Linked DNA regions of Mus musculus: region 2 is linked to region 1. The links are chromatin contacts, called in public promoter capture Hi-C maps. All regions are on one chromosome and are shown on one strand. Each heading gives the region's core, a stretch centred on a gene start, on an enhancer-like site or on the middle of the called end of the contact. The rest is flanking DNA. Distances are from core to core; before and after follow the strand shown.

The links. Promoter capture Hi-C pulls out the DNA fragments that hold promoters and counts their contacts.
Region 2: a contact with region 1 is called in a promoter capture Hi-C map of embryonic stem cells, with 4 times the contacts expected there. The contact joins the promoter of Lrrc4b here to the promoter of Klk10 in region 1. A contact is called at or near these places in 11 of 39 promoter capture datasets (the C10 cell line, the HPC-7 cell line, cranial neural crest and 6 more), 1 of 115 datasets of contacts at active chromatin or transcription factors (embryonic stem cells) and 1 of 9 other capture datasets (embryonic stem cells).

The regions. Positions count from the first base shown.
Region 1 is chr7:43,777,478-43,784,195 of GRCm38.p6, reverse strand. It overlaps Klk10 (kallikrein related-peptidase 10), which reads right to left and starts at 3,142. Exons shown (of 6, transcript NM_133712.2): 1 at 3,050-3,142; 2 at 2,571-2,697; 3 at 1,277-1,460; 4 at 465-739. The coding sequence starts at 2,661. Klk11 (kallikrein related-peptidase 11) reads right to left here. Exons shown (of 5, transcript NM_019974.2): 3 at 6,443-6,708; 4 at 5,730-5,866; 5 at 4,933-5,411. The coding sequence ends at 5,259.
Region 2 is chr7:44,439,526-44,445,791 of GRCm38.p6, reverse strand. It overlaps Lrrc4b (leucine rich repeat containing 4B), which reads right to left and starts at 3,305. Exons shown (of 3, transcript NM_198250.1): 1 at 3,261-3,305; 2 at 580-917. The coding sequence starts at 882.

The sequences.
Region 1 (6,718 bases), core at 1,893-4,392:
AAATTCAAACCCTCGTGATCCTCCCTCGGCCTCCTCCCTGGGACCCAGGGTGCCAGCCCCAGCCTCTTCTCTCAGATCCAGGGGTCTAGATCTGAGCCTTCTCCTCAAACCGAGATGTCAGACCTCAGCTCTCTTCCCCCAACCTGGGAGTCTAGCCACGACCTTCCTCTCTTATACCCAGAGGTCCGTGTCCCAGCTCTCTGACCTCACATCGAGGTGTCTGGACTCCAGCCCTCTTCCCCAGATCCAGGACTACAAACTCCATCTCTCTAATCTTACAAACTCCATCTCTCTAATCTTAGATCCAAGAATCCAACCCCAACCTCTGCAGTCCCCTGAGCCAGAGTTCATATTCTAGCCTCTTCCCTCGGACGTAGACACCCAGGTTTCAGCCATCCTCCCTCAGATCTAGGGTCTAGCTCTCACTCAGCCCTTTGGACCCAGGAGTCCAGCCCAGTTCTTGCCTCTTCGGCTGGCTGAGGTCCCCCAGCCTGAGACCTGACACTCTTGCCCTGGCTGAGAGCAGCGGAAGGGCAGTTGCACGGGATGCACGTTGGACGTCAGCATTACAGGACTGCTCAGTTTCAGCATCATGAGGTCGTGTTCATCTGAGCGATGTGGCAGGATGGGGCCTGAGCAAGCCTGATACTTGGGGTGGAAAACAGGTGAACTCGTGGACCGCAGTTGCTCCTTCTGGAAAAGCAGCAAGTGGTCATCGCCAACTCGAGCTCTCAGTGGCCTGGGGGAGGAAGAGTAGCCTGATGAAGGCAAAACCTTCATGGAGACAGAGCCTAACCCTAGTCCTTGGGTCAGAGGGTGAGGAAGTGAAGTGGGATCCTGAGATCAGAGGGTCTGGGAGAGTAGCTGGGGCTGGTCCCCTGGGACTGAGGGAAGAGGCTGGAGACTGGACTCCTGGGTCTGAAGGAGGAGGGCTCAGGACTGAAACCCTGGGTCTGAGGGAGGAGAGTAAGAGTTTGAGGGTTGAAGGCTGACTACTACTCTTTAGTATGCCCGTCTCTCCTTTCATCTTCGTGTCACCTGGTCCTTTGTCCCTGCGTTGCAGGCATATGAGGAGACTACAGGTCTTAAATACAACATGCCCTGGCTGGCTTCTATGGACAGGTGCGATGGACTCACAGCGCCCCGCCCTGGCGTTGCAGCTTGGATCCTGCCTCTCTTGTAGAATGGCTGCCACCCTTAACCTAACCAAAGCCGAGAGAGTGCCTGGGCCCCATCCTCCCCACTACTACATTGCTACTTCTGAGTGGTTCCTTACTTATTTCTCCAGCAATGTGCGGCCGTGAGCACCCAGTTCTGGTCCACCAGGACACCCGCACATTGGAACTGGAGGTTATGGAAGAGGGAGACCTGCCAGGGATGATAGTCACGCTCGCACTGGGCGCCGGAGGCCTCGAGGTCCACGCGCGTGGCGTTTCCCGGGAGCAGCAGAGCCTGCGCCGCTGGATAGAGAAGCGGGACAGGGGGATCAGGTTTCGCCCAGCCAAGTCACGGTTCCGGGTTAATACAGCACGTCACAGGATGGGCCTCTAGGGGGCGCAGCTGAGTAGTAAGCCGTGGGAAAATTAGAGAACTCTGCGAACCAGTTACTGAGGCGTGAAAGGGCAAGAGGGGTTAGAATAGAATGGGACTAAGACACCCCAGGGCTGAGACTGGAGTGGGGGTAGGATGGGGGGCGGTGAGGCAATGTGCAGGAAAGGCAGGGATCTAACCTACCGGGCTGAGACCAGATGCGAGCCTAGGCAGAGCACTGTGCAGAGGGAGTGTGATAGGTAAGGGGGCAGACAGGGGGTACAGAAGGGCAGAGACACAGTGAGCAGTAAGAAGGCAGAATTCTGAGTTCGAGCCTGGTCTACAAAGTGAGTTCCAGGACAGCCAGGGCTACACAGAGAAACCCTGTCTCGAAAAAAACAAACAAACAAAAACAAAAAACGAAACAAAAACAAAAAAACAAGAAGGCAGAATACAAAGGGAAGGTAAAGGCAACAGTCAACACGGTGGAGGCAATATGGAGCAGGAGACAGAACGCACAATGGGGCAATGAGAAGCAGAAGACAGGAGACACAGTGGGCCAGTGAGGAGCTAATGTGGCAGCGAGGAGGAGACAGGGACAAGGTGGGACAGCAAGAAATGGGGCCAGAGCGCCGAGAAGTGCTAGACAAATGAGAAGGGGTGTGCAAGAGGGAAAGGTAAGTCTAGTCCAAGGATGGGAAGTTGCTCCAACACACAGGTTAGGGGTACTGTAGCACCTCCTTTAGGAAGAGGGAGGGATGCAACGGGTCTGCAAGAGGTGAGGAGAAGGCAGGAGAGGCTAAGAGGCGAGGTAGGAGAGGCAGAGAGGTGGAGAAGCTGATGGGGCGAAGGGGCTGGGTTCTCCTAACAGTTGGGTGCGGTATCTGGGGTCAGAGCCCACCTGAGGGTGGATCCTGCTTGGGATGTCTATGTGGGTGCCAGGCCCCCAGGAAGGCGAGCTGACTACGGTTGCAGTGGCAACATTCCCTCCACCTCCGGTCCTGGCCCTTCCCTCCTGTCGCCCCCGGCCCCAGGCTCACCCCAGAGTTGCACCATCAGTAGCGGCAGCAGAAGCTTCACCAGGGACCAGGAGCCAGAGGCAGTGGAGAGGTGAAGAAGCGGGACCCTCATAGCTGATACTTGGCTTGCAGAGGCTGGAGTGGAGGCCTAAAACAGATGATCGGTCAAGACCCCCTGCCTCAGCGCATCTGAACCACTTCAATGAGGTTCACTCCAAAGGCCCCCAGAACTCCAGTCCTCGATCCTCCAGAGGGGACCAATTTGTGCACCCAGCCTTTCTTGGCCACCAGCCACACTGAGCTCCAGGTCCATACTCCTTCGTGGGTGGGTTGGGGTCCTGCTCAGAGCCCGTGGGAACCTCTTCCTAACCTCAGAGCTGAGGGACTTCCCCATGCTGCAGGGAAATCAGGGCTATGAAAGAGTTCCTGCCCGTTGCCCGAGGGTCTCCACCCATCCTCTCGCCATCCACCCCAATAGGGTGGGGTGCAACCCGCTTCACCTGGGAGTCGCCAGTAAGAAGAAAGGAGACTCAGAAGTGGCTCTTGCCCTGCAGTGTGGGCTGCAAACAGTCCTCTGACCAGGGACCCCTGGGCAGACCTTCCCTTTTAACCCTCAAGATCCCGGAAGCTTCCTCCCCCCCACCCTTCCCCTTAGGGCTTCACTCCCTCTCTTTCCCTCTCCCTAATTATAACGTGGGTGGGGCTGGCATTCAACCAGGGCCCCAGATTCCTGCTCAGGGAGGGGCCCTGGAATACAGGCTTCTGGCAGTGACAAGAACACCTTCTGGAGCTAGCTTTCTTGGGGGTTCCCCTATGCCCTCTTTCTGAGAAGTGTTCTCAGGTGTGGTGGGAAGATGGGGGGGGGGCTTACGTCGATGAGATGGTGAGTGACAGAGAGGGGAAACGAAGAGGGGGCAAGGTCTGCTCTGGCAGGAGCCAGAATGAGGAAGAAGAGGGAGGTGGGAAGAGTTCAAGTAGGCAGAAGGAAAGAGTGGGAAGGACACAGACAAATTCCCAAGTGTGTAAACCAAGAAACAGTAGGCTCCTTGTGTCTCAGCATGTGCTGAGAGGGTGGGGGTGGGAAGCTGCAGCTTTGCCCTAAGCCTGTGTGTGAGCATCGTGCACCCTCCCTGTGTGTCTTCAGGTGACACGAGCTAGTGAATCACATTAAGGAACAGGCCACATCACCTTGGCTGACACCCTCATTTTGGGTGAGGAATGGGAGGCTCGGAGAGGGCTGTGACTCATAAGAGGTCACACAGCAAGCAAGTCCGCCTAACAACTAGAAACGATTCTCTCTAGTTCTAGGGATCTCTCCTCAAGAGCTGAACAGAACGTCTGTGTTTTCTGAGGCATCTTGTCTGTGTTAACTTCAGAGGTTGCTTGACTCAGTCCTGTCCAGATTTTTGCTACAGTGACTATGTTGTACCAGCCACCAGCTACTTGGAGCTACAGAGCATTCAAAATGTGTTAAAGGTGACAGGAATTTCCTTTCTGTTTTTGTGTCCTTTGGCTTCATTTTGGCTAGCAGAGACCAGGCAACGCTGACCTCAGTGAACTGAATCTGGCAGTTGGAAAATGATGGTAGCCTCTTTTACTACCTCTTACTCTGTGCATGCGGACCGCACTCACTGCGATCACACTTTTGCATGTGCAACTTCTCATGTAGAGAGAGAAGAACTGAGTGAGTTCTTTCTGCCTGGCCAGCAAGATGGCTTGGTGGGTACCGGTGCTTGCCTAACAACCTGCCTGTGATCCTTGGTCCCCCACATGGTGGAAGGAGAGAATGGACTCCTGCAATTTGCTCTCTGACTTCCACCTGTGCACCATGGCGTGTGCCTCTCCCTGCCCACCCCTAAAAAAAGAATGAGTAAATAAATGGAAAACAAAAATAAACTAAAACTAAAAAAAATTTTTTTAAAGTAACATAAAAAGAAAACAAACTGAGCATTAATGTTAATGTGGCATTGCGTTGATAATTAAGAGTCATTGGGCTTTTAAACCCTTCAGGTCTCAGCTGGGTGGTTGTGAGCATGCACCTTCATCTGTCTGTGCCCACTTTCATGGTCTGCAAAAGTGGGTAGAAAAATAGGACCAATCTCCAAGGGGCTTGTGAGCATTCAGTTGCTTAGTAACATTTAAAAGATCTTTGGGGGGCTGGAGAGATGTTCTGTGGTTCATAGGACTTGCTGCTCTTGCTGAGGACCAGGGTTTGGTTCCCAGCACTCACAGTGGCTGGGGATCTGACCCCTCCTCTGAGCTCCTCAGACAGGCAGGTGCATGTCAGACAAACGAATATACAGGCAAACTCTCATACCCATATGACATTTAAACACCCTCTGTATGGTCAGGACTAATATGCAGTTGACACTCAACAGAATCATTTATCATTTAACAAATATTTATTGAAACCCTGGGATATGCCAGGGACTGTCTTCAAAGCTGGGAACAAAACAAAACAAAACAAAAAACAACCAAACAAACAAAACCAGTGGTGATCATGTCCAGAGTCACAATTTAGTTCAAGTCAGGATTTGATTCCAGGCCCCAGGTCGATCATCAAGTTAGAGCATCCCTATACTATACTCATGGTGGGTCGGAGAGAGTACATGCCAGGGTCCCAGCTGAGGACTTCTTAGGGCAGAATGAAGAGAAGTCAAAGCATTAAGAAGAGGTTGGAGGGGTTGGGTGGTGGGAAGCAGGTCCCCTCTAATTGTTCCTCATAACCTCGTGGATCCAGTTAAAGTATTTGCAGACTTTTGTATAGACACCAGGCTTTCTGGTGACGGCACATGGGTCCTGACCCCAGGAGATGATGCCTTGAAGAGATCCGTTGCAGACCAGGGGGCCTCCAGAGTCACCCTGGCATGAGAGGAGACACAACCTGTTAGAGTTGAGTGGGGTGGTTGGGAGGGGGTGAGGACGGTAGTGAGGGTGGTGGGCAGGTGAAGGAAGAGATTGATGGTGAGAGGCTGGGTGGGATGAAGGTGGGATTCTGGGTGAGAATATAAATGGGGTCAGGGCCCAGAGGTTCTTCATGGGTGGCAGAGTTGGAGAGGAGGGTGAACATGGGGAGGCAGGGTTGGATATGGTTGTGATCAGGGCTGACTGGGGATGTCAGTAAAGATGATGGAGGTTGCAATGGGTATGTGGCTGGAGATCCAGCCCCTGCCTGCTGACCTGACAGGAGTCCTTGCCCTCTTTCCGAACACTGGCGCACAGCATGGTGTCTGTGATGTTGCCCGGGTAGGCCTTCTCACACTCCTTGTGTTCGATGATGGAGACATTGGCACATCGCAAGGAATGAGGCAGGCGCACTGTGGGGACAGCAGTGAAGGGTGTGAGCAGTGGTCACCTGGTTTTCCAACCCCACCACAGTAGCCAGCACCTGGGACAATCCTTGCCCTGAACCCATCTCTATGCTTGTAACTGTTGCAACAGCAATGCATTGAGTAAATTCTTCCTACTACTTGTTCTCTGTGCATTACCTCTGACCCCACTGTGGTAGGTAGATATGATTATTCTTTTTAGGAAAAAAAAAAAAAAACCAAGGTTCAGAGAGGTAAAGCCACCTGCTTTAGATCCCACAACTAGAAAGTTATAGATTTGGGAATCACACCTGCCGCACACCTGTCTCACACCTGTCTCACACCTGTCTCACACCTGTCTCACACCTGCCTCACACCTGTCTCACACCTGCCTCACACCTGTCTCAGTCTTGAGGCCCAAAAGTGAGTCCCTCAGAATTTCTCATCTTCCTTTTAGCTCATCCCTCTCCTGACTGCTCCAGATCACCATGCCTCTTGAGTGACTCTGATCTTTCTCTCTGAAGATTCATCTGGTCTCCTTTCCCCATCTCCCACCCGGATCACGGTTCCCTCAGGAGCCCCTACACTGGGGGCTGGACGTGGTGCCCCATCCAGAAATGAGGCAGCTGGTGCCTGCAGCGACACAGTGTGGGGACAGGGTGAGTGGCTGCACAGCTCGGGTAAAGAAGACGGGAGACGACATCTTCACAAGCATTATGTCATTCCGGTGGTCTTTGTTGGGGAGGCTGTTGTTGAAGTCGGGGTGGGGGAAGGACTCAGTGGCCATCCGCCTCTGCTCACAGCCGTCTGTCTTCTCTAGATTGTGCTCTCCAAGGAGGATCACGTAATGGCTGAGGTGGG
Region 2 (6,266 bases), core at 2,056-4,555, 660 kb before region 1:
ACTCAGGACAGCCCCACCTCAGCCTCCCCGCTGTAGAAAGACCTGTTCCAAATGTCACAGCGCAGAGGTGGGAGGCGGCTCCCAACAGCTCACTCTGCCACCAGCACAGCCCCTAGCCCCACCGCACGGGGAAGGTTGTACACCAGCCAAAAGGCAGCTAAAGTCACCTGCAGCCTCCACTCACCACTCTGCCAGTACCAACCCTAAACCCTGAGCCCCTTGGCCCCCATCATTCACCCAGCCAGTTCTCCAGGACCGGAAGGAAACCAGCCCCCACTAGAAGAAGACATTGAGGTTTTCTGGAGATGCCAGGTCAGGCCAACACAAGCGATGGTGAAGTGGAAGGGCCTCTCCTGGCTACCTCAAGGCACCCTGTACTGTGGTGTGGGGGTGTGACAGGCACCCCAGGAAAACGTACACAGCCTACATGGAAATATATCGCAAAGGTGGGCGGGGCGAGGACGTGAATCCGTGCGCAGACACCAGGAACTCCAGGATGAGAGGGATGAGGAGGGAGGCAGAGGCTTGCACCCTTTGTGCCTTGACCCACGGGCCAATCAGCGGCGGAGGCGGGCTCACCTGGATGCTGTTCTCTTGCAGGTTCAGGTAGCGGGTGTTGACAGGGATGCTGGCTGGCACCTCGGCCAGCTCCCTCCGCGTGCAGATCACCCGGCTGGCCTGGTTGCTGCAGGAGCAGGCGGCTGGGCAGGAGGTGGCTGGCGGGGAGCCTCCTCCAGCGGCTGAGGTCACGGCCACACCGCCCCCACCAGCCCTCAGGGGTGGGGAGAAGAGCCACAGGAGCAAGAGAGCCCCGTGGGGCCAGGACATCCTACCAGGCGGCAGCAAGGGGCACGGGGAGCCGCGGATGTGGGCCTGCGCCATCCTCAATGTTCATACTCCGAGGGCACGCTGGGGGGCTGTGGGAGAAGAGAGGGTGTTGGTCAGTAAGCAACAGGGACTCAGGCTGCCTGAGCTTCATCAGGCTCAGTTCCACCAGAAGTCCCTACCCCTGCTCAGAACCAAAGTTACAGGGACTTGGCCTTCCTGTGCCAGACCTCATCCTCCTCTGGGCCATTCTGCAGAAAGGATAAATGAGGCAAGAGAGAGGACATTTGTGCCCAAGGTCACTTGGTTAGTAAATGGCAACGTCAGCTAGATTCAAACTTAGGTCCTGCCAGGCCTGGGGTCGCAGGACTGCCCTTGTAGTTGCTCAAGATGTCGAGGCAGGAGCATTGAAAGTTGCAGACTGGCCTGGGCTAGAGAGAGTACATCCAGAGCCAACCTGGGCAATGCAGTGAGACCTCGTTCAAAACTAAAAAGTCAACATGTGGCTGGGCGGTGGGGCACATTCCCAGGATGCTCAAGGCCTTTGTTTCCACCCCTAGAACTGTTTGTTAAAAAAATTTTTTTTAAGTTGTGTCATTGCATTGAGTTCAGTTAGACAGGTAAGTATGTAGAGATAGAGGGACAGACAGACAGACAATGAGGCAAAGGCTCTGCCGGGGTGAAAAGCAACACTGATCAACTCCTATCACACACCAAGCGGGTTGCAGGTCCCCTGGGAGGCAGCGTCCCATCCCTCCATCCCTCCCTGCAGGTCTCTGTCCAGGTGTACGGGCACCAGAACCAGACATGAAGGCCCATCTCTGTATGCCCTCCTGCCCACCCTGGGGTCATCCCTCACTCCACTCAGGCCCTGTCCTGTCCTAGACTTGGAGGAGAGGTAATCGAGAGGGGACAGGAGGTAGCTGGGTTTCTGGCAGGAGGTGGGAGGCTGTTGGGGTGCCCCCACCCTGTGGTGGCCCTGTTGGAGACTATAGCAGTGCCCATGGGCCTCAAGATTGCAGGTGCTCCAAGGGAACACAGCCTGTGGCGGGACCTGTGCCAGCGGCTGTCGCAGGACAGGGCTGAGGAGCTGATGGAGTGGGGATGGAGCAGTAGGGACCCCCATGTCTGTGTCTGGGATGCAGGAATTCAGGGTCATTGTACACCCCCCCCCATCCTATCCCCTGTTTTCCTGAGTCCCGGGGGGAGGGACTCAGGCTAACCAAATGGCGCGCAGATAGGGCAGTGACTGCAGCCAGCACAGCAGGCGCCCTTCCTATGCATCAGCCGCTCCTGCCTGTGGAGGGCGGAAGCTGCTGGATTTTGTGCCTTGTCAAGGCCCACTGGGTGGCAGAGGGGGTCTGGCCTCAGGACTTACCCTCTGGCTCCCAATGGTCCCTCCACATGGCACCCCTGAGTGCTCACACACATAGAATCCCCTGAAACGGGGGGGCAGTAGGGGGAGAGGGGTCCCCATAAACATGATCACCCACCCACTCACACAAACAGCAGAGACAGACACACCCTCACACACGGCCTCTCTAATCCATGGACACAGGGCTGCCTGCCCCCCATGCAGGTGCGCATGAGCGCGCAAGCACGCGAGCGCGCGAGCAAGCACACACACACACACACACACACACACACACACACACACACACACACACTCCTGTAGCCTCCAAGATTTTAACCCAGATAGAAATATGTGTGCCGCCGCCGTGTATTGGAGCAAGTGTGTGAAGGCAGGGCTGGAAATGGAGACAGAGATGGAGACAGAGATAAAAAGAAACAGAGATGGAGACAGAGAGACAGACCAAGAGAAAATGACAGAGATGGTGAGAGGCACGGAAACAGAGACAAAGATAGAAAAGGGGGGGAAAAGACAAAGACAAAAACCGGCACAGAGATAGACAGAGGCCAAGGGACAGAGACCGTGACAGAGAGGCAGAAACAGAGAAATAGACAAAAAGACGGAGATGGAGAGATGGACCCAGGAGCAGAGACTGACAGGATCAGAGAAGCGGAGGCACGAGAGACCGAGAGATAGACAGAAAGACAGAGAGGCAGAACCCCCCCACCCCCCCACCGCCTCAGGGCTGGCCACCACACGCTGCCTTCACTAGCTTGCCTCGGCAGGGGCCGGGGGCCTTTGTTCCCACACATGTGGCCAGGGAGCTTTCTCCTCAGTCCACTCGGCTCCACGATCCCCACTTCCTGATACTCTGGCAACGACCAGCCAAGGGTCTGTGCTCACCGAGCCCACCATCCCCCAGGCCAGCGCCCGGGTCTCCTCCCCCACCAAGGCTGCCAGTGCACACCCCGTCGAGGCTTCTGCAGTAGCAGCTCCCCTCCCTCCCCTCCCGCCTCTCCTGCCACCACCATCTCCTTGTCCTTGTCTCCCCGCTCCCAGAGCACACACTCTGAGGGACACTCACCCTGGCGGCTTGGCTTCCGATGGCCTTCTCTCTGTGCCCCAGGCCCCCCCCTCCACATGCCTGCAGTTGCCCGGGGCCCTGCCACCCCAGCTTCCTACTGCTTCCCGTTGAGCTTGTGCTGAGGGGGGGGGCGCAGGGGCTTCTTGGGTCTCCCTGCACCCCCCCCCGTCTGTCGCCCTCCCCACCCTCTAGGGGAGCCTGGCCTTTTTCTCTTGGCCACCACACGAGCAAGCCCTTGCCTCCTGTGGTCCTGTGTCCCCCACTTTACTCCCCCCAACACCAGCTTCCTTTCTCTTCACTCACAGACACAGCCTCTGCCCCTCTCCCCAGCTCCCCGACTCTGTCTTGTCTCCCCGAGGACCCCCAGACCTCTTGTCGGTCTGTCCTCCTCCTCCACTGTCCCTGTCAGTCTGTCATTGCTGGGAGCCTGGCTCAGTCAGGTTCCCACTGTCCGTCTGTCTGTCCTGGGGCCTGCCTCCTTGTCTCTCTCCCAGCTCTGCCTTGCTCCCTTTCTCTGCGATTACAATTTCTAGTCACACGGCAGTGCAGAGCCCAGCTCGCTCCCTCCCCGCCCCCTCCCTCCTTCTTTCTCTCCTTCCAGCGGGGAGGGCGCTCCCTTCCTCCTTCCCTCCACCCTCACTCAACTCCCCCCTCCCAGCTAGCTCGGCCAGGGGGTGGCCTCCCCCTCCCCCGCTAATCAAAGGCTCCGTTATCTAATTAACCCGTTGGTTCTGGGCAGTCAGGGAAGGTCGGGGGAAGCGGGGGAGGAAGGTTGTCGGCTGTGCTGCCAGGGGAGAGGGGTTTGGACTGTGCCAAGCTAGAGCCTCATGGCAGGCACACACACACACACACACACACACACACACACACACACACACACACACACACAGCAGCCTCGGCTGCAGAACCAGGCTGGGCAGCATGGACTCCATGCCGCTGGACCAAGACATCCCTCCTACATCCTCAGGGTCCACCCTGGCGCTCCTGCATCTGCTCTAGGTCCCCCCACTACCTCATGCAGCTGCTGATTCAACCCCATTCCAGTATTCCAGTCAACCTATGCCAGCCAACTTAGGCCCATGTCACCATCAACCTTTCAGCTGAGACCAGCACTCATTCTTGCCACAAAGAAAGCTACCCCTGATGCCAACCCCCCCCCAGCCACAGACTAATACCCACCTCCTGGTGCCCTCTGCAGAACAGGCTGTGAAGCTACACTTTGCTATTCACTTCATGTGTCCCTTCATCTATCCATGCTTCCTTCTATCTGTCCATACAGCCATTCATCTATCTATCCATATACCCATACAGTCATCTATATATCCACCTATCAACCCACTCCTCCATCCAACATCCATCCATCCATCTGTCCATCTATGTATCCACCCTCTACCCATCTATCCATCCTCTTATCTATATATCTATCCTTCCATTTACCTATTTCTTTCCTTGTCCATCCAACCCTTTATCCATGCATCCATCTCTTCTGCTACCCGTCCATCCATTCATCCATTCATAAATTCCCTTATCTACATACCTATTCATCCATCCCGTTAGCCATCTCTCCATTCTTTATCCATGCATCAGCCATCCATTTATTGATTTATCTTCACTCATTTATGTCTCTACCCATCCCTTTATGTATTCATCCATCCATCCATCCATCCATCCATCCATCCATCCTTCTACCTCTTTATATCTGCCCATCTATCACCCCTCCCTTTTCCACTTACTCTATCTAAAACCTATTTATGAAGCCCCCACTCTGTGCCAGGCACTGAAGCATATGCCAAGTGCTTACGAATGGGTACAAGGCTCAGCATACCATGACCCACAAATGCAAGTAGTGCTAGTTAGAGCTCTGGGAAGGGGCTGAGCTGGATTTCTGAATCTGCCTCTTTGCCATATGGCCTCAGTTTCTGAGTTCTGGTGTCCTTCACTGTGAGGAGGGTAGTACAGGCTGCCTGCCATAGTGGCTGGAGGTTGAAAGAGTAGTGTTCTGAACACAGGCTGTCCTGTCTCAGCTCATGCTCAGCTAGCTCCTGACCTAGCCATCACCTCACTCCTGCCTGGACTCTGCTCCACAGTGTGTCTGGTCCCTCAAGTGACCAGCCAGATCCCTCCCTTTGCTGCTCAGGGCCCTCCAGCAACTTCTGAATCACACAGATAAAGGTTAAAAACCTCACTCCTCAGTCAGCTTCTGCTCTGACCTCCCTCCTGGAGCTGAGCACCAGCCTGGGGCTGAGGGCGAGCGAGGCTTTGTGGTTGTTCTTCACTCTGCCTGTATCCCTCTGACACCGCTCTCACTGAATGATGCCTGGTTCTTTCTCCCTCAGGTTACCTAATCTCTCAGACCATAGCTACTGGAATTCACTTTCTCCAAGAGTGGGGTCTCATCGGCTTTGGTTTCTGTTTGGTGTTGAAACCTGTGACAGATCCTGGTAGGCTCAGGGAATGCCAGATGAGAGGAGGAATGGACACACTGTATGGATGCCTGGCTTCACACCTGCGCTGTTAGGATCCATCTCTGCCTCTTGTCACAGATGCACTGGCACCCAGTCCTGGCACACTCTAAGAGCTGCCCAAGTCTGGAACATCTCTTCACCTGAGGTCTCCACCCTAGGAGGTCACTGCCTTTCACTGGACACCTGTGTTTCAGGTCCTCCTCCGTCCCTCTTTGCCACAGTCCCATCTGGCTGGCTAGATCCCAGTGCATTGCTAGGTGCCCCTCTAACTAATCTGTCACTAGGGGAGTCTCATCTTTGCTTGGAACCAGAACCTGCTCATGGAGCTATACACTGGCCAAACTGGTGCAGAGAGCAGGCTAGCTGCTCTTTCTGAGTGTGCACCTGCACCAGTTCCAGGCTCAGGTTGCATTGGAGCAGGCTCACAGCACACAGCTGTGACTCTATTACCAGCATGGATACCACACCCTTATGCAGTGGTTCCCGAGGAAAAAGCTGCTCTCTGGGCAGCAGCCCTCTAAGAACTGCTGGCACTCCCCAT